7 separate regions of the Mus musculus genome follow, and regions 2, 3, 4, 5, 6 and 7 are each linked to region 1. Evidence: chromatin contacts called from public HiChIP or PLAC-seq and promoter capture Hi-C data. All regions are on one chromosome and are shown on one strand. The core of a region is the stretch at or near the end of the contact, and the rest is flanking DNA. Distances in the headings are between cores, read along the strand shown. Region 1 holds the start of Tafa2 (TAFA chemokine like family member 2). Region 2 has its middle 50 kb from the start of Gm30041. Region 3 overlaps Gm29944 (a long non-coding RNA gene). Region 4 overlaps Lrig3 (leucine-rich repeats and immunoglobulin-like domains 3). Region 5 has its middle 67 kb from the start of Gm30041. Region 6 has its middle 9.8 kb from the start of Gm29944. Region 7 has its middle 38 kb from the start of Gm29944.

Region 1 (4,035 bases), core at 914-3,413:
TAGGAAAGCTCCCTTGAAGTACCCTTTACAGAAAGCAGTTTCCTTCGGTAATACCGAGACTGTTCCCAGAGCTAAATAAACCTTTAAGCGGGTGAGGCCCCGGAACTTATGAATGTGATTCTTTGTGGAAATAGTTAGAGGTGGACGAGTCAATATTCTCCTGGAAACGCCCACCCTCTGCAGACAGGCCTGGGAATTAACTAGTCAGAAGTGGACAGAAAGTAGACATTCCAGATGCGAGAGCTTCCCGTGGACCATCACCCCTCACTGATTTCTCCCTTGACTGCGACCCCCCCCCCCAACTGCTTATGAAAAGTGTCAGATGCCCACCAGCCAGGACTGGTGAGGGATCCATTTGAACCCCATTTCGGTCCTCGCCTGGGTCTCTCGCCTTCTGAAATAAGATGGACCCTGCTCCCCAAGCCTCCTGCCATGGCTCTGTCCCCCTCCGGGCGTCCCTCTTCCCCGCCCCTATCCTCGCCGTCTGCCGGGAGGGGAGGGGGCAGGAGGATGCCGACTGCGGGACCACAGCTACCCTCATCTTGGCCTCCTGGGACGAGCCGGTTTCTGCCCCCGGGCCCAGTTGATAGTCAAGGGAAGAGACAGTACTGGTGAGGGCTGTGGAGGCGCGCAGACCTCGCGCGGCCACTGTGGTCCCCAAAGCCCGAAGGCCCCCGAAGGCGCGGCTCGCACCTACCTGCAGCCGGGCGTCCCGGGGGCGGCAGCACCTAGCGATGGTCCGGTAGCTTCCGCGGGCCGACGCCAGCCTCACCGCTCCTGCATCGCTTCCGAGATGCCGGTCCGCTGGCACCATCCAGGGGCATAGGGACCTCAAGTCCGCCGGTGTGTGTTCGCAGAGGGCGAGCGAGTGTGAGTGCTGCCTCCTCCGAAGGCTAAAGGGGGGCTCGGCAGCGTCTTCACCTACAAGCTGGGGTCCCCCTTCCCCGAAGCAAAAGGAAGGTGCAGCGCGCGAGGTCGGTCCCCGGGCTCTGCTCTTTATCCCACAGTGTCAAAGTAATCGGAAGGGTCGTCGACCGAGGGGGAGAGCCAAAGTCTCCGCAGCCCCCGGCGGCGCCCGCGGTCGCCCGCTGTCCCCGGCGATGCGCTGCGCGCGGTGGTGCGCTCGGCTCCCGCGACTGCGAGGATCCAGGCGGGCTCCAGCCACCGCCGCTCTTATTCCATCTCCGGTTTGTTTGCTTTGAGCGGCGAGCGAGGACTTTTCCTCTCGCCCCGCGTCGGCTCTCCCTTGCACACAAACGCGCGCGCTCACACGTTCCCCCTCTCCCGCCCTCCCCCGGGTTCTCTAGGGAAAGGCAATTGGACGCGGTGATTCACCTTCAGCAGAGCAGCCTCCGCCGCCGAGCACACTCCTCGAGTTCCCCGGCTCTCCCAGGTCTGCAGGCTCCCGGTGTGGAGCGGTTCTGAGCAGGCTCGCGGGCTGTGCGCTCGGCCGGCGTCCTCCCCGGGAGACGCCTGCGTTCCCGCAGCTCGCACTCGGGTCCCGCGGGTGCCCTCTCGGACACCTGGGCGCCGTCGAGTCGCGTCCACTTAGCAGCAACTCCCGGCCAGCTGCAGCCCCTCGATCGCGCCTCCAAGTGCAGCCGGTAGAGCTCCTCGCATCCCACCCGCCGCCACTCTCCGCATCGTGTGCTCCAAGGGAGGGAACCCCTCTGCTGTCCCCCCAAGTCACGAGCGCGCCGGCACCTTCACCACCTTGGAGGTGCGAGTTCCAGCAGCAGACACAAGCGAGCAGGTGTCGCCTGTGTCACTTCGCCAAAGGCGGGAGTGAGAAAGAACGGAACAAGGGGAGGGGCCCGAGGAAACAAATCCAGATCACCAGAAGAAAAAAAAAAAAAAAGCCAAAAAATAAAATAAAATAAAATAATTTTAAAAAGCAATCAAAGCTTCTCCCTCTCTGAGTCCCACCACAAGCTCTGTACTGTTAAAATACACTAAAGATAATGTTCGAAAGTCACCCCAACGGGCAGAGCCCTGCTAGTCCACCCTAGACCCCTGTTCCACTCAGCGGGCTGGCCGTTGGGAGCGACTGGCCCCACTGTACAAAGCACAGAGAAGGCAGGCAAAGATGGGTTCTGACACTCCAGGCTGAGTTAAGCAGTAAAATGGGACGGCTGGACCGGGAGGCTTTGACTCCCTCTGTCTCCCTCCCAATTCTGTCAGCAGTGGCTGCAGATGCTGAGAGCAAACCACCTTCCTGCAGAAAGAAAAAAAAAAAAAAAAAAGTATAAGACAGCAAACGTTGCAAATGCTGGACTATGTCTCCCTCTAGCGGTAAATCTGGATTAGAACGCTTTGCCGGCTGTCACGGAGACTCATAATTTTTCTTCCAAAAAAATAAACAAGAATTTTCTTACACTATCCGATTTAAGAGGATTTTGAATTTCTACAACTAACAAATTCTGACAGAGTCAAAGTTAAGGGGGTTTTAACACAATCCCATGATAGCATATTCATTGCTAAAGGAATATCCTAACTTTACAGAGATTTCAGAGACAGATCCTAGAAGGTCATGTCCTTAAGGTTTGGCCAAATTGGGTCCTGGTTTAAGCGGTGTACATAAGATCTTCCAAGAAAGGACTTCTTAGACTCAGCTCATTTTGATCGTGCTTATGAATGAGAAAACATTTAAGCTAGTGGTTAGGATAGTACGAAAAATGAGTAAGACTTAGACACAATGAGAGAAAATGTCGACTCTGGAACGCTTACTCAGGGATCTTGTCTGTAACTGACTCCTCTCTCGTTCCACTAGGTTAATTTTTCAAACTAGCTAAATTCTCCCCAGGTCTAAGTAGTTGTGTTTCCCCAGCCCTGAGTCATTGAAAGATTAGCATAATTCTTTCCACCATCTATAAACTACCACTTATTACCATAGTTACTAAGAACTAAGGAATATGTTTTAGCTGGTGATTTTATGGTAACATAATTTAGCCTTATTTTCTATCTAAAGGGTTTTATGTAGTTGATTTGGGAGGGCTATTTTAACAAAGCATTCCTGCAAATTTTATTAAAAAGATTTGTTACGTCAGACACAACTAAGCTAGGCACACCTGTAACTTTGCTGTTTAGAGTTTGTGAACATTGTCATTTAGTGGGAGGTGTGCCTTAGGCATTTGTGTGCTTTTAAATAGAAAATATGTATCAAGGTCATGATTAAACAGTTTTCTATTCATTTTGAATTTTTTATTTATTCTTTTCTAACTTGATCATTGTACTTAGTCTACTCTTTAAAAAAGGCAATAATTTACTTTTTCAATTGGGAGTAACTGAAGCAATTTCAAATAAAAATCCAAAACAAAATAATATAGGGTTTTGAATTTTAATCGATTGTATCTGGTAGGTTTGTGAGACTCCGGGGCATGGCAATCATTGTGCACAACATATCTTCAAATGACCTCTTTCAAAAGACCAGTGTCTCGTATGATTAAAGACTTTTATTTTATCACAATTACATGGTAACTCATTTCCTGGGGGAACAAGGTTTTTTGTTGTTGTTTTTTTTTTCTTTTTAAATAACCTGGCACTGTTTCATTGCAAATCTTACTGTAATTTTCTGTCTGTTGATCAGCCATAGATTTCAAGCAAGAATGACATTAAAACCTGTATTCTTCACTATAAGGAAAAAATCATTTCAACATAACTTCAAAACCCTGGCCTTCCCCCATCATCTTTCTCGTGTCTAATTCTTAAGGGTCTTTATGGTTTCATGAAAGCCTATCAATTTATCTTATTATTTCTGCTGCTAAAATGTGGGGCATTTAAATCTTATTTTTTACAATTTAATCCACTGTATTTGTACAAGCACATTAAAAAGTTAGTAAAGGGAATAACTGTGTGATTACAAAATAAAACGGACCTTCCCCATCCACAGATCCTCACCCAACACCTAATGATGCTGAAATTCCCTAATGCCTTTGTGTTCTCTGTTTAATCTCCAGGCAAATGAATCCAAATAACTCAGATGGAGGTGTGGAAATCAGGACTCTCGGGACTCTGAAACAAAATACTTTGCATTCC
Region 2 (3,701 bases), core at 396-2,895, 2.9 Mb before region 1:
AGGACACAGTTGTAATGGAGCTCTCTCAGCAGAAGCCACTGCTGAGGAAATGCTCCCCTGAGCTGTCCCCTGAGCTGTCATCAGTTTCCAAGTCAGCTGACTGGCTGGTAGGTGGAGTTTGCAATGGCTCCTCTAAACCAAGCTGTGTTTCAGAGCTGACCTTTGTAGGGTGGCAGAGAAGCAAGATGTCAGCCACGGGGTAAATTAAGCCTCCAATTTTCCCTGTTACCCCTCCTCTTAGAGGTCTTTCTAACTCATAGACATCCTTGGCCATCGAGTTAATATTTCACATCAGGTCCTTCATGATTGATTTAGAAAACCCATGGTTACAATGGACATTCAGCCTCACAAAGTCAAAATGGCCGCTTACTATCACAGCCAAACCCTGTCTACATCCCACTTTCTTTTCAAGGTATTTAAGCAACAGAGCACGCCACTTCATTTCTCTCAAAGACACACAGTGCTAGCCCCCTATGGAACAAGACTATGTATGCAGATTCTTCTGAAACTGGGAATGCTGTAAAAAGAGCTGTTTTTTCTATTATTTCTTCTCAAACACAGTAGATTAGGTAATGCTTCAATAGTTCACTGCTATTAATCTTGTTATTATGTGTATATAGATGACATGTTAAAAAATCAGAAAATGGGGAGTGACATCTATGTCAGTCAAAAGGGTCATCGTAATTCATGAGGTGAACTATTGGTGCACTCTCTTTCATCGTTAGCACACTCCTCAAGTTACTTTCATATATGTGGCCCCTGATTACGAGTTGCTTACGAAGTTGAGCCTTAATTATCCTTCAGTCTAAATGTGAATTTTATTTTTGTAAATTCTGCCTTGACAGTCTGATTCTTTTTTAAGTTTTAAAAAAAATGCTCTTGTTTGCTTGAAGGGCATTTGCAGAACTCCGTAGCTCTGGAAATGTAACCTCTTTCCTGTCACTCGGCTTAATGGTCCGCACATGTTTTCTCACTTAAACTTTGCCTCATTTGGCTGTGGTTTCTTTCTGTAGCCTTTGAAACCATTTCTAATGGAAAAATGCAGCTGTGAGCGATATTTCCTAAAATGTACATGGAATTAATTTTCCAGGCATTTTGCGCGAGGGCCGGGGGTATCTGGAGGAGAGACTTTGCCAAGAGGCATTTTCATATAAGCAAACGAAAGCGAGCAAGAGAGAGCAGGACGGTCATTTAAGGGAGTGAGCGATGCTGTGGTGCAGAGAATGGTGGCCAGGGGGAAAGGGAAGAGGAGAGAAGTCATGGGAAGCGAGGAAAGCCATACATATCCTGTGGAAAGGGGGAAGAGAAAGGAGAAAGAGTGGGGATGTAGGAGTTCCTAGAAGGGTGGGAAGAGCAGCCCCTAAGAAAGAAAACATTGTCTCCTGGATCTGCTGTCATTATTTAAAAACTGATTATTCTTTGAAAATCGCACTTGTGTATATAATACCGCCAGTCAGTCATTTCACCTCATGGCCCCTTCTCATCCATCTTTCTCCGTGACAAACTCCACTCCAATTTTCACGTGTGTTTATCTGTTTGTTCTGCTTGTTTGTGATCCACTGAGTTTAATTAGGGTTGCTTTCATGAACACGGATGGCGTTATTTAGTGGAGCAGCCTGCAACATTGACTACACCCTCAAAGAAAATTTCTCTGCTGCTCTAGCAGCCATGCACCGCATCCCCACCACCAACAGCCTAAGTTTCAAACCAGCAGCCTGCAGTCTGTCTTCTAAAACCTTGATTTCTATGAGATCGACCAATCTGTCGGATATAAATAAATCAGTTTCATTTTAAAAGGTCACCTTTAAAACTAGCATTTTAAAATGTCGTTATTAAGATTCTTTGTTTTTGTCCACAGTCTTCTCTGACCTCATAGTGTTTGTAAGTTAAAAGCTGGTGTATCACACAGGAGCTTCGCCAGGCACAGCTGATGAACTGCGCATGCTCAGGAAACTCTGACTCCACAGGTTGTGCGGCCAGCTCCAGACTGCGGAGACTCCCTGTGTCTGCTCCCTCTGCCAGAGTTCCTACCTCTCATTTAGGAAGTTCTCAGGGCCGGTAGCCGAAATCCAAAACACATAAAAGAAACAAGATGCGTTCTTATTATGAATGTGGAGTTTGGGTGGTACGTTTTTCCAGAATTACCAGTAATTCTGACAACACGTAAGCTTCAAATACACAAGGTGTATGTACTCACTGTTATATAATATTTATTGTATTAACATAGTGCAATGAGATTAATAATGTGTAGGATAATTAATGCAGGACAACAGGTTTCACGGTTACATATTTACGATCATTTTATACATATTATAATGATGTAGATGGCTTTACAGTTGGTCAAACTGGTACACTTCCTTGGCTCAGTACCATCAAGAAATTATTTTATGAGGATGCAGGCTGTGTAAATATTTAAATAAGGTTATTTAAATACTGGAGGATACTGCTCATGGACAGAGAACAAAGTGAAGACCGCGGAGAGACTGGTGTAAGTGAAATAAACACGAGTGATTATGTTTGCAAAATAGTCCAAACTACTTTTGAACTGTATCCTCAAAAATTGAAGCTCAGAGAATTAAAAAAAAAATGTAGCTGAGTTCCTTCAATAAGCTAGTGCCAAATATCAAAAGGTGATTCTTATGAATATACCACAGTTCAGGTGCAACTTCAGTAATTCTAACGCAATTATAGTACCACAAACTATAAAAATTCACAACTGCACATAGTGTGAAAATATGTATAGGTTCTGAAATAGTCTGAAATGATTTCCCAGGGGGCTGGAGGGGACAGCCTAAAAAACATCAACCGTGCTTACTTTCTGCCTGTCTGTTAACCATGTTCTCAAACTCTGACTCTTTGCAGTTATTATATTTGATATTTTTGTATGTGGTTTTGCTTTCGTTCTTCTAGTGTTTTGGCTTATTTGATTGTTTGGCACCAGCTTTTGTACAGCTAGAGGAATTTATATAAACTGATCACACTGAGTGATATTCCCGGACACGGCCGAGTCTCCTGCAGATTAATAGCTCATCCCAGAGGAAGAATTTGTGCTGGAATCACAGAGCACGCCGATGTGCTGAACCCTGTGCATTGCGAAGCCGCTTTAAAACTGGAGAGAGTGAACGCGAGGGCAGCTGTCCTACGGATCCAGTTGTTTCTGGGTCTTGTATTCACAGAACTGATTTTTCTGATGTTCCCTGGAGCTTGAGACGATGCACAATAAAAGGAAGGAATTCTTGGCTTGCAGAGCTGACTTAGAGCTTTTACCCTGCTCCCTTTTCTTTTCCCGGGGAGATGGGAAGAAATATAAAGTCCCAGCTTGGTAAATCAACGAATTAGGAGCACAAGTGACTCAGTCCCAGGCATAACCAAAAAGCACAACCATCGCGCCAGCGTTTGGTGCCCCCCACAGTACCAAAGATGGAGCCCCGACATCAGTCTATACCCTAAGTCCTCTAGAAGCCTTAGACCAAGCACCACTTGTGCAGGGAGCCAGAGAGAGGAGAAGTGCCCCGGACTCTCAGTTGAGGGTTTGGTTGAGCCCTCTCCTTTCCTTCTGTGAGGGGACACCAATGGTGCTGGTCTCCTGAGGGTTTGTAGGGTAACCCCGAATACACCGATTTGTAGGATTTTTAGAGGGCCGTGGCCACCTCACTCCCAGAGGGCAGAGTTCCACAATATTGGCTTGTTCTCTGGCCCAG
Region 3 (4,269 bases), core at 1,387-3,886, 2.7 Mb before region 1:
TCTTTAAACTTTTATCTCCTAGAGCATTAGCCTAAGCTCTATTATACTTCTTGGTGCTCTTTTTTTTTTCTACCTGTACATTTTATATTCTTCCTTGCTTGGCATGTTTTTGTGCTTGGTTTGCTGTTCTTTATAGATCTGCATATAAATAACCAGATAACACAGTCAATATTGGGTTGTTTTGAAATCTCCTCTGCCAACAACGTTAGTTTGAAACTCTTCAACCTAGCCTCCAGCAGACTTTTCAGGCAAAAGCCAAAACAGCCACAGTCTCTGCCAAAATAACCTAAGAATGATCTCTATGACAGGTATAGATCTCTGAAATCTCTACATTATTCTCAGCAGTGCTGTCTTCCCCACTCCTGCTGGAATGGCCCAGTAAGTCCCACTTAAAGCATTCAACTGCCTTCCTAATTCACAGTTCCAAAGTCCACATACCACCAAAAACAAACAAAAAGCAAAACCTCCCCTCCCCCCAAACATAGTCAGGCCTGTCAATGAAATACCCCACTCCTGGTACCAACTTCTGTCTTATTTGGGTTTTATATTGCTATGAAGAGACTTTATGACCCCTGCAACTCTTGTAAACAAAACTATTTAATTGGGGCTGGCTTACAGTCTCAAAAGTTTAGTCCATTATTGTCATGGCATGCAGACAGACATGATGCTGGAGAAATGCCTGAGAGTTCTACATCATGATCCACAGGGAGTAGGACTAGAGAGACAATGGTCCTACCTCGAGCTTTTGAAAACCCATTCCTAGTGACACAGTCTCTCTAACAAGCTGACACCTACTCCAACAAGACCCTAACCTCCCCCAAGTAATGCCACTCCCTAATAACTAAACATTTAAATAAATGAACCTATGGGGGCCATTCTTTAAACCAGCACTGGTCTCATCATTAAAACAAAACCCAATGTCCAAAAACTCTCTTGCTTTTCTGTATAGCTTTTCTTTGATGTCTAGAATCACAAAGAATTACTCTGATCAAGCATGCTCAACTTTTGACAATGTGATGCACTGTTGTCTGCTACTACATTCACACTTAAGAAATGTTCAGTAATGTTAGAAAGGAAATCTTACCCTCCCCCTAGAATATCAGTTAATGATGTCTCATTGGGCCATATTCTTAACTTTCCTGGAGTACACGCAGCAGCAATGTCTAAGCAATCATGGAAACACTGTGGAAGAATGAATTCTCATATATGCTAATGTCTTCAATATGGTTTTAATTTTTTCTTTTTTGTACAGTATTATAATAATGCAATTAAATTCTACATTCTACATTTTTTCTTGCTGTGTTTCTGTATTTATTTTATTGATGATTGATGTATAATTTCCAAGCATGTACTTTTCTCTACACATATTATCTGTTCAAAGTTTTCTATGTGTGGTTTCCCTTTAAAAGTAGCATTTTTATTTTTAACTAAATTATGTTTTGTATATTCAGGGCAAAGATGATCTCCTTTGATAGTCGCTTACAATTAATGATCTATGTTCTAAAGTTCTTAATGGATTAACATTTGAAATTAAATGAGTTTTGAAAACTGTTTATAAAATATTTTGATGAGAGTTTTTTAATATGATGGAGGCTGAACTTTTTAATTAAAAGCAAACTCTAAATTTTAAACTCATTTTTAATTTTTCGTATATTCATTTTCTTATTATTTTGTGGAAAGCTACCAAGTTCTCTGGAAAGCTTATTGAAATTATTAGTCTTCAGTAGCTATGATTTTTATGATAAAGATGTGGGATTTTGGCATAACTCCCTCTTGGTTTTTCTGAATTGCACAATGAATGACAGGAAACATAAGAGAAGATAACATAGACTATTTGTATAGCTTGTTTGGTTTTTGTTTTTGGTTTTTGTCTTTTTGAGACAGGGTCTCTCTGTGTAGCCGTGGTTATCCTAGAACTTACTATAATGACCAGGCTGGCCTTAAAATCAGAGATCTACATGCCTCCACCTCTCAAGTGCTATGATTAAAGGGATGTGACACTACCACCCTGATAGATTATTTATAAATATACTACAAACACATTTAGAGCCATACTGCCTCAATATCTTTCTCAAGGTCTTGTACATCTGTGCCATAAATCCTAGCCATATGTAATATCTTTCTGAACCTTAGTACTTTAGCATTTTAAGGCAGAGTTATTTTCCTCTGATCAAAGATTGGAGACAGAATGTCTCCTGGTCTAACTTCGTTGGAGTGTTATTCTTCAGTGGTGTCTTTTCCCACTTTGACATCTGGTAACGGGGACCATAGACAAGAATCATCTCCAGCAGGGAAGCCCATATTTTGTTCTCCATCATAAAGAGGACTTCAAATGAGTCCAGACCTAGCCATAAGCTTCCCGTCTATTTTAATATGGCACATGCTGAATTCACTTGGGGTCATCTCTGCATTCATCGGCCTAGAAGCCGTGATCTTGGTCCGTGGTTTCCAAGAGTAGATTTCTGCCCTCTCCAACCCTCCTCCAATATTATTTTCTTTGAGCTAGCCTGTCCAGCCCAGATCTTGAGTATAAATAGCTGCTAGTTTGCATTTCTTGAGTACTGGTGCCCTGCTATTGCTAGGTTATGTGAAACCCTTTCTTGTGTTGAACACAAGACGCCCCTGATTATTGGTACCACAGATTCTCACATTCTTAATCAGTTCCACCTGGCCAATAAACAGTCAAGCCAGGGCAGCTTCTCTTCTTCGTGGGTTTTCTACTTTATGGGTAGTAAAGCTGTCTTTGGTGTGATTTAGGAATCCCTTTGATGCCTGCTAGTTTACTGTATTGATATTTCAGGAGTGTTGGCAGTTGCAGCCAAGACTTCACTAGGGTCCCCGTGAACTGTAGCAGTGTGATAGTCTGAGTAAGTCGTAGGGGACACAGCTGGGAACATTTCTTCTTTTACCTAACCCGACAGGGAGACAATTAGAAGTGTTCTTGTTTCAACATGCTAGGTCAGAGGTGGCTAGGTCCTTTTCAAACCTAGAGGAAGGAACAAAAGAGATATGGAAGATGATAGAGAAAAAGGAGAGGAAAGATGAAGGATGCTTTTGAATGCTGTGAAAATTGTGAATTGTGTTTTTGAGATGGTCCTGCATTCAAAGCCACTGCTGTAAATCAATCTGCTGGTCTGCAAGTTGAAAAGGAGCAAGAGGAGGGGGAGGAGGGAGAGGAGAGGAGTGGGGAGGAGGGAGGAGGGGAAAGCTGTGCCTCCTGTAATTTCAAGGAAAGAGACACATTGAGACCATTCTGTCTTCCCTTTTCAATCTCCAGGCTTGAGGTCTTTTTATTTTCACTGTCTGGTTTGGGCCACATGTCGCTGCTTCTTGGGGGACGTGGTTTTTATTTTTATTAGTCTTTTATTTTATTTTATTTTCTAACCAATATGTGAAGGGCTTTTGAAGTGGAAAGGATTAGATAGTGTGAGAGGTTAGTTCACCCATACGACGCATACATAAAGTGAGAACATTTTAAGGATTTGCAAAACTTTGCATGGCACGTTTATTTTAAGCAATGCATTTAGATCATCTTTACCAAATAATTGTTACAGTCCGAACTGGGTTGAACCAGTTCTATAGCACAGAGCCTTTCTTTGTGTTTTCGGTAGATATCAATCTGTAATTAATTATTTGGGTCACTTCTTGAAAAGAATGAGTGTCCTCAGCCTTATCATTACATTTATTATTACGTCATTCTCATGTGTTAATCACAGGGAGTATTAATTATCCGTATTTATAGAGCTGAGGGGTGTTCTGTAGTAGCTGAGAGAATGCTCCTGCTCCAAGGTTAGTCATTCAGCAAACACACGGGCATTGTCATGTCTTAGAGATTTAAATTTTCTTAGTACCTTTCCTCAAGTACATTAAATATCTTAATGAATTTTTAAAATACTTGTATAATTAAAATATTACTCAGGTTAGATTTATTAATTCATCTTGCAGATAGCGAGAAAACTATTAGAGATAGACCACATAGTGTGTTACGAATGGGCACAATGTATATGTGTCTGTATGCATGTGTGTGTGGTGTGTATTTATGTATGTGTGTGTGGTGTGTGTAGTGTGTGTAGTTTGTGTGTATGTATGTGTGTGTATATATGTGTGTGTATGAATGTGTGTGTGCTCTGTGTATATATATATGTGTGTGTGTGTGTGTGTGAATGTGGTGTGTGTATTTATGTATGTGTATATGTATGTGTGTGGTGTGTATGCATATGTATGTGTGTATGTGTATGTATGTGTGTGTATGTGTGTGTGCATGTTTGT
Region 4 (3,924 bases), core at 1,279-3,778, 2.7 Mb before region 1:
ATGAAGACTTGCTGGAGGAAGTATGTCACTGGGGCTGGGCTTTGAGAGTTTAATAGTCTGGCACCAATTCTGCTTCCTGTGTGTGCAACGGAGATGTGGTCTCTCAGCTTCCTGCTGCTAACAGACGCCATGGCTTTCTTACCATGGTAGACAGCTAGCTGTCTAGAACCATAGGCCAAAATAAACTCTTAAGTTGCTTTTGGTCAGATTTTATCACAGCAATAGAAGAGTCATCAGCAAGTGCAGTCCGCTAACACAGGTGCTACGGAAGTCTCTCTGGGGATCACACTGCCCACTCCCGCCCAGTGCAGCTTGCTCCCCCACTCTTTCTCTGTAAATGCCCTTCATCATCAACTGAAAACAGAACAGTCTATAAGACTATTTCATTGCAAAACAAAAAGTGTTTGCATCTCTTAAAGACAGTCACTTCTACACAGTGACCGTCCCTAATGAGTAACAGCCAACATAATTTGCAAGTTCCTATCTAGGTATCAGAATGAATAGTTAGACAAATTCCAGGATTGAATTTTCTTCCTTTCATCCAAAGAAGGAAGAAAAGGTAATTATATGAACACACGTCATGAACCATACCACTTGCTTAGGAGAAGGACCAAGCGTGCAAGCACATCTCATGCTTACTCCTGACTCTATGATGTCACCTGATGAGTCTGACTTCAATGAAGACAGCAATTTTAAGTCATAGAGTAGGCGAATCATACTCACAGTTGCCTCAATCTGTCCAGCCCAGAGAATGCCCCACTCATGTCTTCGATGGTCCATGAGATTTCATTGTTCCTCAGATCCCTAGGGAAAACACGGGTATTCTCTTTAGAGTCACTTTTCAGAAACTTTAGCTGCTACCCAGGTGGTGTCCTATTTGTAACAAAATCCTCCGAATCCCCCACCTTCACCCACTTCAGAAGAAGAAACTCAGTTCTCCAAGGTGCCTTTCACATCCTGAACCCTGCACTCAACACTTTAAAAACTTCCCCCAAATCAAGACAGTAACCCTGGCCCTGTTAAGTGAAGGTGACTAAGCACTCACGTCTCAAACAACTTGAAATATACATTAAAATTTAAAACCAAGTTCCTTCCAGTAAGTGGTGGCGCACGCCTTTAATCCCAGCACTTGGGAGGCAGAGACAGGTGGATTTCTGAGTTTGAGCCCAGCCTGGTCTACAGAGTGAGTTCCAGGACAGCCAGGGCTACACAGAGAAACCCTGTCTCAAAAAAAAAAAAAAAAAGAAGAAGAAGAAGAAGAAGAAGAAGAAGGAGGAGGAGGAGGAGGAGGAGGAGGAGAAGGAGAAGAAGAAGAAGAAGAAGAAGAAGAAGAAGAAGAAGAAGAAGAAGAAGAAGAAGAAGAAGAAGAAGAAGAAAAGAAAAAAGAAAGAAAGAGAAAAGAAAAGGAAAAAGAAAAACAAGTCCCCATCACAAAGACAGAGAAGAGCCAAAGCATATAGCATGTCTTTCCACTCTAATGGTTCAGATGGGACAGAGCGCAGGGTTTCTGAGTGCAAAATCCTGAAGCCCACATTAAATTAACATTGGAGAGATTTTTCAGGTCAGTTAATGCAATGCTTTTCTTCCTGAGGACAGAAATCAAAGGGTGGGAACCAGAAGAATAAACACTCGGCTCCCTTCAGGCCCTTTCTATAGTTCTTTCTGCTGCGTCTTGTTTTTAATCTGCATTTTATAAAGACAAAACTTAGTGGACTTAAATCTTTCTTTTTTTTTTTTCTTCAGCAGTTCTGAACTTCCTAGCGATGCCGTGGAAGAGGGACACTGCAATCACCAGGCACGCTGATCAGCGTCCTTTTAAAATCCCTTTAAGAAACACACATGGATGAAATAGATCTATTCTAATCAGACTGCTCTGGGAAAGATTAAGAGCCCACTTTTGAGGCTGTACACATTTCCTCAACAACAAAGGAAATCTGCTGGGAGAAAAGTGGGCACATTTAGGAACCAATTAGGCTCGTGTACCAAGAGCAAAATGTGTAACTTACAAAGTCTTTAAACTGGTAAGCCCCCGGAAGGCACAGTCAGCAATGTAGCTGACTTTGTTATTCCCAATGTGGAGGGCATTTAGTAGGCTTAGGCCCAGGAAGCTGGAATCGTCTAGCCTTGATAAGTGGTTGAAAGTCAGGTCTCTGCAAAAAACAACAACAACAACAACAACAAAGCTTTTATCTTTCCATTCAACATAATAATCTGTTTTCTAAAAAAGAGGTAATAAATGTAACTACAATAATCCTGTTTTAACATTCTGCCTTACAGTAACCAGGTAAACATTACTCCTAATCCCAGTAATTAAAATTAAATAAATAGTCCATGAAACAATGACTACTTCTGTCAACTCGACAAAGAACTGCAAAGAGAGGCATTGGCTCCAAAGTATCACAGCCGAAAACACAGCATCAGGGGCACACAGAAAAGCGGCTGTCGCCTTGGCAACTTTGTTGCAAAAATTTCACAGGTCAATGGTAAGAAACTCCTACTCCAGCAGGATCCCTGCTCTCGAACCTGAGGAGAATAAAAGGCAACTTACAGCTCACTGAGTTTCTGGCAGAACTCCCAGGCATCCGGGCTGATCCTGTTGATGGCGTTCTGGCTCAGATGAAGTTCCCGCAGCATCAACAAGCCATAGAGCCAGCCTTTGGTAATCTCGGTTAGGTTGTTATGGTCCAGCTGCCTGCATGTACAATGAGAACCAAGGGTGGGATCCAGAGTTCACGATCTACTCTCTTCAAAGCCATGCATAGCTGGCTGTAAGCAACTGATGACATATCCCTAACACGCCTAGATAGTCGGCTTTGATATATAAGGAGATCAGCAAAAGATTCATGCAGTTCACCTGGAACATGACTAAGTAATTATAACTATGATTGTATAGCATGAGAATCTAATGAGGCTTTTCAAAGGAGAGCTACCAGGTGTCCACTCAGTATTTGGGGGTCAGTGTATCTGAGTGGGAACTTCGGTAACCCACACTTACAGGACTTCCATGTTGCTCAGCCCCCAAAAAGCTCCATCCATCAGCTTTGTCACTCCGTTTCTTTGCATTTTCAGAGACTTCAGTGCACCAAGTCCTTGGAATGTGAGTCCATCCACGTTCTTAATCTTGTTTCTGTTCAGCTCACTGTGTTGGACATTACAATTAAGCCGTTAATTCATGTGACAATTAAATTCTAATGGTAAGAAAAACGTGTCATACGCTGCAATATATTTAACCCAGTCAGTGCTAAAACTGCAAGAATGTTTTCCATTTCCCAGGCACTTTATTGACAAGGATTTCATTTTTTTCCCCTCCAATTTATTACAGGGAGTGAATGCCTATGTAAAACACGATATATATATATGAATAATATAATAAAGGAAACACACTAGATTTTCATTTCTAAATGGTTGTCCACTCAGGATAGTAGTCAACAAATTTATATTCAGCCTTTGTTGATGCAGAACGAGCATGATAACCATCCCAGAAAAGCAGGAGGGGTGCCGGGGAATGGTGTAGAAATCCTGCCCCGCGTGTATGCAAAGCTCTACCATCATTCCCAATTAACGTTCAGTTTGGTACCTTCCTGCAGGCTGCAACACTTTCTATGTCTGCCAAACACTAGAACCACCTAGGGAGCTCTAAAAGTTCTCGAAGCCCGAATTGCAGCCCCCAGAGGTTTTAGTATAATTGGTCTAGGGTGAATCCTGGGCTCTGGGGTTTTAAAAAGCTCCCCAAGTCTCTGTAATGTGCAGCCAAGGTTGAAAAGTGCCGTTGCGGGAGCCTTGTTCACAAACCATTCTACCATTCTTAACGAGACAGTTCTTTACTGCCACTTAGGCTATCAAAGCACCCTGAAGTTGTTGGTATTATTCTCATAAACCACAGCTATGGAGAGACGCTGTGGTTTCCTCAGGTCCACAATGGCA
Region 5 (4,257 bases), core at 839-3,338, 2.9 Mb before region 1:
TCTTATCTTCTAGGCCTCTGATACCCTTCAGTGTAACAAACAGCATGGCCCATTTCAAATCACTCTGAACCAGATTACAAATAGATAATTTGCAGCATAGTGAGCAATCAGCTTTGGAGCTGTCTAGAACTTCCAAGGCCCATGTGCAAATAGAGGTCTATTTGTTTCTAACATTTTTAGAATCTCTTATCTTCAATGTGATAAGTACAGGGGAAAAAGTCAATATACATGACCATGACTAACAGAGGACTCCTTCCTAATGTCTTCTTAAAGTCTAAGGGACTTGGATCCACCTATGCCAAGCAGCAGAAGTAGGGTCCTGATGTCTGCTGCCTAGTCTAGAGCTTCATGGCAGGGCTTCTGAAGGAGTCAGGGTCAATTCTGCTGCTCTACCACATACCACTGTCCACTCCCAGCCACTTTTTAAAAAGATTCAGAGCCATTGAGATGACTCAAGGCTAAAGGCACTTGTCTCTAAGCCTGTTGACCTAAGTTCAATTCCCAGGTCCCACACAGTGGAAGGATAGAAATGACCCCTACAATCTGTCCTCTGACTTCCACACATACTCTGTGACATGCATGTGTACAGACAGACAGACAGACAGACACACACATAGGCACACACAAAGAGACACAGACACACAGACAGACAGACAAAAAGACAGGCACACACAGACACACACACAGACACATGCGCAGGCACGTGCGTGCGCACACACAGATATATACACACAGAGTCATGACAGGCAGGCAGACAGACACAGGCACCCACACAGATACACACAGACACAGACAGACACAGGTACACACAGAGACACAGACAGACAAACACAAGCACAGACACAGAGACATAGGCACACACAGCCACACACATATAGACACACAGACTCATACAGGCACAGACAAACAGACAGACACAGGCATGAACACACACATACAGACAGACAGACACAGGCATGAACACACACATATACACACACATATACACACACAGACACATGCACACACAGGCACACACACAGATACACACACAGAGACACAAACAGGCATACCCACAGACACACACAGAGAGACAGATGGACACAGGCATACACACACAAACACACACACAAACACAAAGTTAATGTAATTCAGTTTCTTTAAAGATGCACAACTATTCTTCCTGCTTTCCAGCTCCTGAAGACCTTTCTTTATATTCCTCTCCTTTCCTGGTCCTAGAATAGTCTCAATTCTGAATTTTAAAATCAACAGTTAGGAAGAAAGGCTCTTACTGAGTATCTTTGTCTTGGGCCTTATACCTTAAATCCACTGAGCCCAAAATATTTTCTCATCTTAATGAAGGAATACAAGACTGCATTGAGATCAAAATACAAATTGCTATCTCAATAAACCACCATGCCCTGATTCTCAGAAATTCGAGGCTGTATATTTTACACAAACAAGGTGCCACAAACCTATTCTTAGAGAGACCTCCACCTAAAATCACCATCTGCCAGCATCCCGCTGCCTCCTATAAAGAGCTTTGTAACTACTAGAGACCAGCTGGTCATTTCTCTCATTATTCAATGCAAAGATGTTCTAGAAAGGAGCACAACATGAAATAACATTTCAAAATATAACGCCGCATCAAGAAAAAAAAAATCCTAAATGTCGACTGAATGCATTTTTTGGCCATGGGACTAAAAACAGCTTGTTGGAACTCATTGTGTTTGTTATAACTAAGCCATTCTGGAATGATTTCTCCTTTTCCAGTGTGTAATGGTTCATTTCATGCATGGAACAACTGTAATGAAACCAACCCTTTGCTAAGTCTTTGCCTTTTGGCTTTAAATTGCAATTAAAATAATGTTACTCAGATCTCGGCTATTCTCATCCCTACCTCTGGTGCTTAGGTTCTGGTATCTCTCTAAAAGTCTTTCCTCATTCAGAAATCAATTTTAACGAAGGAATGCATGAGAGAGAAACAGATAGCAATCCAAAAACTCAGAGCTGCAAAAGGCTTTTAAAGAAAAGCAACACACAGCATGAGATGAATGGTAGGGAACAAAAGGCTTGGGTGATGGCCAAGACATACAGTTGCAGGCAACCAACTCAAAGGTGTTAATAAATTTACATCCGATTATGAGGACAGTCAAGGTCACAGGTCATGGCCAAATGGGAAGTGTTTGAAAATGAAACAGACAGCATTCCTGCTGGTGGTAACGGGCATTGGTTAGCAGTTCTGTTTTGTGAATTCTGGGACCATACAGAGCTATGCAGTAGGTAGTAGCTAATCTCCAATTCTCCAAATGGACCAACATCTGGGACAGTCTCCATTCCTGAATCCCAGACATGGATGCCATGGGAAACTAGGTCAATAGCTTCAGAGGTCAGGAGAGACCTGGCCTCTGCCATTGTTGTTGGGAAACCAGGCTCCTAGAGCGGTTCTTCCTCCCAGCTTTCTGTCCCTTTACTGTTGTCTTCTCTACACTCTGTTATGGAGACAGGTCCAATCTCTTCCCTCCATCCTTAGCTGCCCTGCATCCCCCAAAACACCTCCATCTGTAATGCAAATATGAGCATCATGATATCCTTCACATCCCCTGCTTGCTTGTAGAAGGGAATCAAGGCCACTTAGTATGGACTATTTCTTTTAAGATCTCATCTGTGGTCTCATTAGGGACTACGCATCAGCCTCCATCTTTTGTTGGGAACTTGACTTGTGTGCGCTCTGGTATCTCGCTATGCATTGCTTCCCTTCAAGGTCTTCCAAATGTCCATTTCCATTTCCCTCTGGCAGGGAGTTTGAGCTGCAGAGGTAGGCCTTTTCATGATCTGTTGTCTGTCTTTTCAGTCTTGTTTCTTGCCACATCCAGTTCTTCATGTCTAGCTCTGTCCTATCTGTGTGGAGCTCACTTATTACCTACACACTTTTCTCTTCAGTTACCCACACCTGCTAGTCCTTGCTCCCTCCCAGTGCACTCTCCTCAGGCCTTAGGTCCACGACGTCTGCCTCAGGAAGCTTTTGCAGTTGCCAGAGCAACTGGGCATCTTCCCATCACCTTCATGACTGTGTTTTTGTTTCATTGACACGTGAGTCACCTGCTCACCTTGCTTGAGTTGTCCTTCAGCTTATAGTTTCATGATGACACAGAAGATTCTTTTTATGATTATTTCTCAAGGTAGAAGACAGGAGAACTGGTAATTATTTCTTAATAAGAGGACTATCAAGTTAACTTAGCTGTAGGTGATTTGCATATTTAAGTTCCTTTTTGTGGCAGGGAGGGGTACCAAGGCAGTCTTGAACATTGGTGCCAGAATGAATTCCTTCTACATTAAGTTATTCACGTGTATTACCCCCATAACCTCTGACTGCTTTACATTAACCAGCATGCATGAGACTATTTTCAAATTTTTAAAGCTGCATTCAATTTAAAAAAAAAATTAGTCATTTGAAAAGGCAAATCTGTGCCACTACTGTAAGCAAAAGAGCAGTGTTTGTTATAAATATTACCACAGATTGATACAAATTAAAAGCAGTATGCGAATATTAAGAATTATGCATGGGCATTAATATTAAACAATCTGCATATATTTTGAGCACATGTCTATGCACTTGCCACGTTTTGGAACCAATTTTCGTCTTTTAGAATCCTCTGCGGTCGTCTGTTGAGCTCGTCTTTGTCCTGCACTCTTCACCGTGTTGTTGAGTTAAACAGGGGACAGATGTAAGCTGTTCTTATGGAGTAAGAGGCTCCCTGGGGAGCGAATGGTTACTGGTTGTACTGGGTTTTTTTGGGGGGTGTGTGTTGTTATTTGTTTGTTTGTTATGGTTTTTGTTTTGTTTTTGTTTGTTGGTTAATTTGTTTGTTTTGGTTAGAGGAGTCATCAGGTGAAGGGGTGAGGCCAGAAGAAATCTAGGGGAGAGCCCTTCACTGGAGAAAGCTCTGGAGAGCTGAGTTTACTCATAGGCTTCACAGAGAAGAACAAGACCAAAGCTATCCTAAGAAGCTGTCATTCATGGCTGTCTACTCATTATCAAAGTCTTGTTCGATGGATGAGCAGAAGATGTTTCTGCATCAGTGAGGTCATAACTTCAGTCTCAGGCTACGTATGAACCAGAAACACAAGCCACTGGCACATTAAACTCCACCACCATAGAAACGCTTATGTAAAAGTCAGAGTATATCTGCTCATGAAGGAAACGCTCACCAGCTTCCTCAGCCCTTCTCAGCACGTCCTAAACATGGCCACTACGAGCTTCTGTTCCCATCTTAT
Region 6 (3,847 bases), core at 604-3,103, 2.7 Mb before region 1:
AGAGTCAAGTGAGTTTGCCATGATAAGCAGATACGGAGAAAAGACAACTGAGTCCTAGCTAGACACTGGAGAGAGTCGCAATGAACTCAAGTACCCAATGCAGGAACGGGCCAGGGAGAGATGGGAAAACAGGGGGGAGAATTTTTGTAGAAATCCTGTTGTGCTTTTACATTGGGTTGGCTACATGCTTAGCGCCCATCAGGTAATTTGATGTGGATGGTTGGAGCAGGAGTTAGAGGTCACGATCATCCGTAGAGGAAACGGTGTCAGTATCTGAGGACACAGTGGCGCCGCTATGAGGATGTGAAGTCTTTGAGGAAAAGATTCTAGAGAGAGCTCAGAGCCAGGGTATGAACCATGGACACTCAGATGGGCGGTCTGAACTACGGCTAGCCAGAGCGCACTGCTTCTGTGAGTCAAGGGTATACAAAAGTGAAGCCAAAGTAAAACGCAATTTGTTCAGGATAAAGGGGTGGGGGTGGGGGGAAAGACACAAGGTTGAGTTTCAGGTGACCTTCGTGTGGTGACCGTAGTGAATTCATGAAATCTGTTCATACAGAGCACAAGCATACCAAGAAATCCGTGGGTCTAGACTTTCCGTGTCAAGTTCCGGTGCTCAACTGGAGAGAAATAGCCAGGTGATTCCGTGTCAAGTCCCTGTGTCTCAACTGGAGAGAAATAGCCAGGTGGACGGTGGCTGTGAGAACTCATGTGAATAAGGTTGGGTGGTGGAAACCATGACAGGGTGGTGGGGCAGGGCGTGATAGCTCAGAAAGAGTAGGTCAAACCGCATATACACCAAACTGAGTGACAAGGACTAAGAGGTGGCCATTGCTCGGGCTGTGGGGTGAGTCCTCGGAAGAGAGATAGGATCTAAAGTGGAATAGCATGAACGAGATAGAAGAAACTGGAAAGCAGCTTCTACCCACCAGGTTCATGCTTTGTCTTTATGACGTGGAAAAGGAATCAGGAAAGAAAGATGGTTAAAACCTCACACTGGCACTAACTGGTTAAAGCAGGTCCAAAGGATTGGAGTTGGTGGGGGGTTGGGAGGGGAGGGAGGTGTGGGCACCCCTGCTGTGCGGAGGAGACCTCACAGAAAGGCTTTGCAAACACCTCCTAATGCAATCGCCCTCTCCCCTCCCTCCTCTACAAACTGAAACCTGTGTTTTAACTACTCTGGCTGGCATCGGTTCACAAAAATAATTAACATTCCTCAAATTAATAAGTTCTTACTCCTTTCGCTTTTGAGCTGGCTGCGGGAGTTGCGGCCTTTGCTGATCGATGCTCCCTCAGTGTTGGCTTGCCTGCCCTTTCGGCTTTGAAATCCCAGTCTACTTTTTCTCTATCCTCTGGCAGTGCAGAGCACTGGATGCTTGCCATGAAGGCCCCAGAGTGAAATTCCATGGGGCTTAGACTTTAAAATCAGATCGTCTGAGATATCCTCCGAATTTGGCAACAAAACCCATTTAAGGTGTATTTTCTTTCCTTTCGATGGATAACGCGGGCCAGGACCCAGCTGTTTTATGTCATCGTAAGGCAACAATGGAGAGAAAAGTTAATTTTTTTCACTGATATATTTTAAATTATTTTGTATAAATCCCTCTGTAATTTTATTTTTAAAATGCAGTTTATTTTAAAACAAGAGCCAGGGGGTTGAAGCAACATTCGCAGGATCGTGGGGTCCATCAATAACAAAGTGGAGTGAGAACGGATGGGCTCCCTGGTAGATCCAGAGTTACATGGCCAGCAGCTGCTGAGATACTGCAAACAAACGCATCATTTCTTTCCTTCACTCCGTTTTCTTTAAAAAAAAATAACTGCACTCTTTGTCATCCAACCTCAAGCAGTGGGTCTCGATGCTTCTGAACGATAGAATCTAGTCTGTCTGCAAGTCTTGCTATCTGCTTCTGTGAAGGGAGCTGGCTGCCCAGTGAATGAAATCCAGTTTTTGCTTGCCTCAACTGCCATCCTCTAAACCAGCTGTAATCGGTTCATTTTGTAATTATCCCCTCTGTCAAGAGAATTAGTTTGAAGGGCTTCTTCAGTCTCTACATTGCGTGGTCAAAAAAAAAAAAAAAAAAAAAAGAAAGAAAGAAAGAAAAGAAAAGAAAAAAAGAAAAAGAAAGAAAGAAACCATGTCCCAAGCAAGGCGCAAAGCAATGAAGATATCCAACAAACCTATTTCAGAACTGGTACGTTATTTGTCCCAGAAGTTGGTTAGTTTTAGTTTTATAAATTTAAATATAAAACACATGAAAGACTCTTTTGAATGTGGGCCTCTAAGCTTCCCTTAGAAGAGGAGGGTCTGCCTCTGTCAACTGAATTAAACATGACATGGGATTCCCAGGGCAGAAATTTGAGCTTTTCAGAGAGCACGTTAGGTGGTTGGACTGAGGGGACAAATAAATCAGAGATTTGGAAAGCTTATAGTTCTTATCAGGTCTTATTTATACTCTTGGGGGTGGCAGCTTGTAAAACAAATTAAGACGCCCCATGCTGTTCTCTGACTCCCATGATACTTTGCCAGCCTTGTCTGTGGTGATAACCCTACAGGGTTAAGTTCTGTTTCAGAATGGGGAGTCCTTTTCAATACCTCGGAGCCTTTTCTTTCTCATGAGTGATATTTTTAACGCAAGAGTACAACTGAACAAAACAGCTTGTACCCACTTCTGGCGGTGTTAGGGTATGGGTATGCCTTCAAAGACTAGATGTAAATAAAGTGTGTCAGTTAGGAACGGATCAATCGGACACTTATGTGATCAGGAGAAGGCTTAAATGATAGCTTAGTAGCTTGGAGGATCCGTCTCAACCCAAGAAGCTGAAGTCACGCCTTAGAAGTCACACACATATGCTAGAAGTTTGGCCGGTCGCATACGCTCTTCATTTGCCGTGGATGGCATTCTTGAGTATAAGCTTTGGATTCCAAGGTTTGGAAGTTGTCACCGTGAGACATACTTTGTGTCTTCAATGGGTGTGTCTATTTTCACAGAATTGAAAGTATTGCCCATACTTGTCCAAAGTTGATAAAAGACAAGGAAAAGTATGACTAGAAACCAACATTCTCATATTACGCCCTCTCTGCACAAGCAACCCTGTGAATACCTGGGACTTCTGTATTTTAAAAACATCAGTACAGGAGCTGGATAAATGATTCACGAGCACTGGCTGCTCTTTCAGAGGACCTGAGTCCAATTCCCAGCACCTACATTGCAGCTTACAACTGGTTGTGACTCCAGTTCTATGGAATCTGGTATCCTCTTCTGACCTCCACTGGCACTAGACAGGTAAGAGGTGCTCAGGCATACATGCAGGCAAAACATTTGAAATGCAAAAACAAATCATAAAATAATTAAAACAAGTGTTAACAGAAATCAGTCATATTTTTAAAACGTCAGAACTGTCAGGGCAGCACGAAATGAAAACACGGCAGCATAGTAAAACAATAGTGAAGTAATTTTGAAAGCAGTCAGCATCCACCATGAAAAAATAACAAGAACAATAGTGTGCTTTATATAAACACTTCATTTGATTTACACACAAGAAGGGATATTATGCATAGGACTATTACTGTGCTAATGACTAAGACACACAAACGCTCAAGAGCGTGGCTGGGCATGGAGTGTTTGCACGTAAAGCTTCTACTACCTTCTACTACCACACCTATATCTTCTATTACCACATATACACGCTCAGTAATATTTAAACCATACTTTAGAAATGGTACAGCTTTCGTCCCTTTCCACAGACTTGTAAGGATCTCCCGTGCTAGTACTTCATCATAATTGGAATTCCTGATATGCAGTTTAAAGTAGCTGCCTACTCTTCGTAGGCCTTTGATAGAACA
Region 7 (4,070 bases), core at 779-3,278, 2.6 Mb before region 1:
TCTCGAGTTGTTGTAAATCCAAAATTTAAAGGTAGAATACTTTTGGCATGTATTTCCAGTTTTTAATGTGTTATTTCTTAAAGGCATTCTTTCCTTGAATCCTTAGAGAGAAGGTCATTACAGAGCCCCATGCCACACATCTGATGGTGATGATCCCGTGCTTCACATCTGATGATGAAAATCCCATGTCTTACATCTGATGGTGAGGGTCCTGTGCCTCACATCTGATAGTGAAGACCCCACTCTTCCACAGTTCAAACCAGATCAGGTTCCTTTTAACTTTGGACCCATGTCTCATGACACTCATTTAAATAACAGTCTTACCTGGTCATTTAAAAAGATCAGTAAATGCACAGTGGGTCTTTTTGAAAGGAAGAACGAGAGAAGCACTGTATCCCCAGCCTGTGCCTAAGGACACAGTTAATAGTGGACCCTGGGGATATTTCCTTAAAATATACTGTAAATGTAGAAAAAGGACTGCATAGCAAGATTTGTTCAAAGCTTTTATTCATTTGTACCATAATAAAGCAGGCAATCGAATAACATAAATATTTCATGGGGTACTTTTGTGTGTGTGTGTGTTTGTGTGTGTGTAGATGGTAGAATTCTCCTAATACAAAACCATATAATAGGAGGCCTCTGTGAATTCATGGAAATGCAAATTTAGGTTCACATAACTTAAATATTTAAGAGAGTAATACAAATAACTTCACATGGTGTAACATACAGAAGTGGAAAAACTGCAAAGAAAAAGACGTGCAGCTTGCTAAGAGGAGGTATGTGCTTCCAGACTCATTTTGTGAGAGCCAATGACACTTTTGAGATGCTAAGAGAACATGAGCAATAACAACCATGGCATTCCAATATGTCATGTTATATTTCACAGAGTAATCTCAAGTCATATCAGAATATAAAGGATATTACAGCTATCCATTGTGTCCCCTGGGTGGCAGTTCCCTTTTATTATATCATTATTTTAAATAATATATTGCATACCTATTTTATTAAAATATATTTATATTGAAATACTAAAATATAAAATAATGTGTAAATATGTGTGCCTATACATGCACTCACGTATACTGTAAATTTGTATGTGCGCATCTGTTTTATGGGTGGACTTGGGATCCTTGAGGGATTCACACATGCTTGCTGAATTCTGCAGCACTGGCTGTTCTCTACTGAGACTGTTTTATATTATGGATTCTGTGTAGAAAATCTAAATTACGTTCTTCTTTTAACAGTGTAGTTAAAACAGAAAGATGAGGACAGGGAGTCATTTTGACTTTAAGGTTAGCCTCGGTGACATAGTAAAATCTAGTTCATCTCGGGCTGCCATGTGAGCTCTAATTCAAAAAACAAAGCTAGACAAACCAAAAGTTAGTGGAACCCATTTTTTTCTAAATGAGGATACATTTCCATGTAGCTGCTAAGACCTGGAAGAAAACTAGAGAGAGAGAGAGAAAGAGAGAGAGAGAGAGAGAGAGAGAGAGAGAGAGAGAGAGAGAGAGAGAGAGAGAGAGAGAATGTAGTGGGGAGGGAGGGTGGAAGTTAGGGCATGCTGTATTCTTTGTTATACTCTGAAAACTACCGACCCTGGTGGGCAAATTAGAATGAGTCTTATCTTGAAAAGAGAAAAATAGAAATGCCTTGTTTAATTTACACTGGAAAGGAATACTCTGTCTATCCAGTGGGCCCCACAAAAGTACGAAAAAGGAGCAAGAACACAGAGAGTTAAAAAAAAAAAAGAACTATCAAAATTCACTAGAAAGAGTTTACCAAGTCTATATTTAAATACAATGTCCAGCAATGTTATGGATACTGAAGACACACAGATAATATTAGGATCAAACTCTGTTCCCAATTGCTTTCTGAGCCATGTGCTTCACATAAAACAAAACCAAACAGCTTTACAAGAGGCAAAGATGTGGGAAAGCTACAGGATTTGTAGAGCTGAGGAGCATAATCATGTAACACAGACTGGAACAAGTGAACCAACCAACAGCAACCACAGGAAGTGGAGCAGCAGACAGGAAGTGGAGCAGCAGACAGGAAGTGGAGCAGCAGACAGGAAATAGAGCAGCAGACAGGAAGTGGAGCAGCAGACGGGAAGTGGAGCAACTGACAGGAAGTGGAGGAGCAGACAAGAAGTGAAGCAACAAACAGGAAGTACTGGGATTAGAGAGAGTGTCCATCTTTGTTTGTTTGTTTTTCGAGACAGGGTTTCTCTGTATAGCCCTGGCTGTCCTGGAACTCACTTTGTAGACCAGGCTGGCCTCGAACTCAGAAATCTGCCTGCCTCTGTCTCCTGAGTGCTGGGATTAAAGGCATGAGCATCTTAAAGGACGGTCAAGGTAGAAGGATGGCTGTGGACAGAAGAACAGACATGTCATAGGTCACTGTCCAGTCTGTCCATCTGAGGTTCAAAAGATGAAAATTAAGGTCAGGGAGTGGGTAAGAAATAGGGCTGTGAGGGCCTGGCTGCTTGGTCTACATTTCTGCCTTTTCATTTAAAAAATGGCATGTGGGTGTATAATATATGTGCACGTTTGTGTGTGTACCAAGTTGTGTGTGAATATAGGTACATATGCCATAACCCATACATAGAGAATACAAGATAACCTCAAATGTCAGTCTTATCTGTTACCAGCTTTGAGGGTGAGGCTTTTTGTTCTCCTCTTCTTATGCAAGGAAGTTTTCCTCAGAGCTTCCAAGGGCTCTCCCATCTCCATCTTTGATTTCACCATATAAATGCACACAGCCGTCTTTACCTGGGGACTGGGGATTCTAAGTTGTGTCCTTGCATATGTGCGGCGAGCTCTTTACCCACTGACCAGTTCTCCAGACCCCTCTCCATTTTAAAATGACAACCAAGGCCTCCATTATCAGGACCATATGAGAATGAAACCAAAGAACAGATGGAAATTGTTTAGACTCGTGCTGCCTTGTGACGGACTGTAAGAGAGGAGTCCACTTGCCTGTGATCTTCTTTCTGGCCATGTCCGCCACTTCCCTTCCATTCTGCAGTGTGAAGAGTTCTGAGCCATAACTTTATTTCTAGGAACTCTCTTGTCATTCCCCCCATTATTTTAGAAACTTACAGCTGCAGAGAAGGATGCCAGATGCCAGAGGTATTTTTAAAACCCATCTTTTCTCAGTGCGAATATGTGTGTGTGTATGTGTGTGTGTGTGTTTGTATATTTTTAGAAAACATCTTTTTTCTTGCATCCTCCCTTGAAATAGTTCCTATGCTTTTGCAATGGTTCATTTTTGTTCAGATATTGTGTCCTAAGCATTGCTCTTTCCATGCTCCAGGAGTGTGAGAGGAGGTTCTCCCCCTCCCCCTCCCCCTCCCCCTCCTCCTCCCCTTCCCCTCCCCCTCCCCCTCCCCTCCCCTCCTCCTCCCCATCTTCCTCTCCCTGTCTCTTTGGTTTTCCTGTTTTTCGTTTTCTGTCACAGTGTATCCTTGGCTGGCCTGAACTCACCCTGTTTGTAGGTCACCATGCCTGGCCAACTCCATTGTTTTTTGTGCTATTGTTTCTTTGTTTGTTTGATTAATTACTTCTTGTTTGCCTTTTGGACTTTTCTTTTGCTTTTTAAGTATGACAACTCTTTTCTTTAAAAAATGATCATTAAGTTTTATTTATTTGTCCAAACAGGTATGTGTGTATCCATTTGCCCTCACATGGGTACCTGTGTGGAGCTCAGCAGACAACTTGTGGTCTTTGCCTCTTTGCTTCTATCGTGTGGGCTCTGGACATGGGGATGGGGATGTCAGGCATGGGTGCAAATGGTTGAGGTCAAGTGACTTCCTTTTGAGCCAGAAACACAGACCCTGAGGAGTCTTTTACTCTTTCTTTTTTTTTATTTCATTTTGATAACTTTTTTCTTTACTCAAATCATCTTGCCTTGTTAATGTCTTTGGTTCTCATAATAAATATTAATGTTCTTCATGGCACATGGAAACATAATTTCAATGTCTATAAATTCAAATGAGTCCAGTAATCAACCCTATTACTAAGTTTCTGTATGATTATACTTTATTCCATTTCTTCTTATATCAAACAATG

What was found. Promoter capture Hi-C pulls out the DNA fragments that hold promoters and counts their contacts. HiChIP or PLAC-seq counts read pairs in DNA pulled down with a chosen protein or histone mark.
Region 2: a promoter capture Hi-C map of second pharyngeal arch cranial neural crest shows a contact between it and region 1. The contact joins the enhancer-like site here to the promoter of Tafa2 in region 1. A contact is called at or near these places in 8 of 39 promoter capture datasets (the 3T3-L1 cell line, cranial neural crest, frontonasal cranial neural crest and 4 more) and 2 of 115 datasets of contacts at active chromatin or transcription factors (embryonic forebrain and embryonic limb bud).
Region 3: a contact with region 1 is called in an H3K4me3 HiChIP or PLAC-seq map of craniofacial prominence, with 20 times the contacts expected there. The contact joins the enhancer-like site here to the promoter of Tafa2 in region 1. A contact is called at or near these places in 4 of 39 promoter capture datasets (3T3-L1-derived adipocytes, cranial neural crest, maxillary cranial neural crest and 1 more), 5 of 115 datasets of contacts at active chromatin or transcription factors (craniofacial prominence, embryonic forebrain, embryonic hindbrain and 2 more) and 1 of 9 other capture datasets (embryonic stem cells).
Region 4: a promoter capture Hi-C map of hippocampal neurons shows a contact between it and region 1, with 17 times the contacts expected there. The contact joins the enhancer-like site here to the promoter of Tafa2 in region 1. A contact is called at or near these places in 14 of 39 promoter capture datasets (the 3T3-L1 cell line, 3T3-L1-derived adipocytes, the C10 cell line and 9 more), 16 of 484 Hi-C or Micro-C datasets (the C2C12 cell line, Sertoli cells, adipose-derived mesenchymal stem cells and 12 more), 6 of 115 datasets of contacts at active chromatin or transcription factors (astrocytes, embryonic forebrain, embryonic hindbrain and 3 more) and 2 of 9 other capture datasets (adipose tissue and liver).
Region 5: a contact with region 1 is called in a promoter capture Hi-C map of hippocampal neurons, with 13 times the contacts expected there. The contact joins the enhancer-like site here to the promoter of Tafa2 in region 1. A contact is called at or near these places in 9 of 39 promoter capture datasets (the 3T3-L1 cell line, the C10 cell line, the SN4741 cell line and 6 more), 2 of 115 datasets of contacts at active chromatin or transcription factors (embryonic forebrain and stem cell-derived neural progenitor cells) and 1 of 9 other capture datasets (embryonic stem cells).
Region 6: a promoter capture Hi-C map of the SN4741 cell line shows a contact between it and region 1, with 6 times the contacts expected there. The contact joins the enhancer-like site here to the promoter of Tafa2 in region 1. A contact is called at or near these places in 9 of 39 promoter capture datasets (3T3-L1-derived adipocytes, the C10 cell line, the SN4741 cell line and 6 more) and 3 of 115 datasets of contacts at active chromatin or transcription factors (embryonic forebrain, embryonic midbrain and embryonic stem cells).
Region 7: a promoter capture Hi-C map of liver shows a contact between it and region 1, with 8 times the contacts expected there. The contact joins the enhancer-like site here to the promoter of Tafa2 in region 1. A contact is called at or near these places in 8 of 39 promoter capture datasets (the C10 cell line, the SN4741 cell line, cranial neural crest and 4 more), 1 of 484 Hi-C or Micro-C datasets (nephron progenitors) and 1 of 115 datasets of contacts at active chromatin or transcription factors (stem cell-derived neural progenitor cells).

The regions. Positions count from the first base shown.
Region 1 is chr10:123,262,204-123,266,238 of GRCm38.p6, reverse strand. It overlaps Tafa2 (TAFA chemokine like family member 2), which reads right to left and starts at 2,163. Exons shown (of 5, transcript NM_001252387.1): 1 at 698-2,163.
Region 2 is chr10:126,142,290-126,145,990 of GRCm38.p6, reverse strand. No RefSeq gene overlaps it. Among named protein-coding and RNA genes, the nearest start is that of Gm30041, 50 kb to the right of the region's middle. Within about 2 kb of position 1,645, at least 38 of the 459 cell types and tissues checked have an H3K27ac peak or open chromatin away from gene starts, as enhancers often do. A contact at or near this core is called in second pharyngeal arch cranial neural crest, where this site is marked.
Region 3 is chr10:125,920,713-125,924,981 of GRCm38.p6, reverse strand. The region is part of intron 1 of Gm29944 (a long non-coding RNA gene); the gene reads left to right. Among named protein-coding and RNA genes, the nearest start is that of Gm29944, 16 kb to the left of the region's middle. Within about 2 kb of position 2,636, at least 15 of the 459 cell types and tissues checked have an H3K27ac peak or open chromatin away from gene starts, as enhancers often do.
Region 4 is chr10:125,995,830-125,999,753 of GRCm38.p6, reverse strand. Lrig3 (leucine-rich repeats and immunoglobulin-like domains 3) reads right to left here. Exons shown (of 19, transcript NM_177152.5): 6 at 2,996-3,139; 7 at 2,549-2,692; 8 at 2,007-2,150; 9 at 724-804. Among named protein-coding and RNA genes, the nearest start is that of Gm29997, 18 kb to the right of the region's middle. Within about 2 kb of position 2,528, at least 18 of the 459 cell types and tissues checked have an H3K27ac peak or open chromatin away from gene starts, as enhancers often do.
Region 5 is chr10:126,159,317-126,163,573 of GRCm38.p6, reverse strand. No RefSeq gene overlaps it. Among named protein-coding and RNA genes, the nearest start is that of Gm30041, 67 kb to the right of the region's middle. Within about 2 kb of position 2,088, at least 10 of the 459 cell types and tissues checked have an H3K27ac peak or open chromatin away from gene starts, as enhancers often do. A contact at or near this core is called in hippocampal neurons, where this site is marked.
Region 6 is chr10:125,946,502-125,950,348 of GRCm38.p6, reverse strand. No RefSeq gene overlaps it. Among named protein-coding and RNA genes, the nearest start is that of Gm29944, 9.8 kb to the right of the region's middle. Within about 2 kb of position 1,853, at least 29 of the 459 cell types and tissues checked have an H3K27ac peak or open chromatin away from gene starts, as enhancers often do.
Region 7 is chr10:125,898,724-125,902,793 of GRCm38.p6, reverse strand. No RefSeq gene overlaps it. Among named protein-coding and RNA genes, the nearest start is that of Gm29944, 38 kb to the left of the region's middle. Within about 2 kb of position 2,028, at least 10 of the 459 cell types and tissues checked have an H3K27ac peak or open chromatin away from gene starts, as enhancers often do.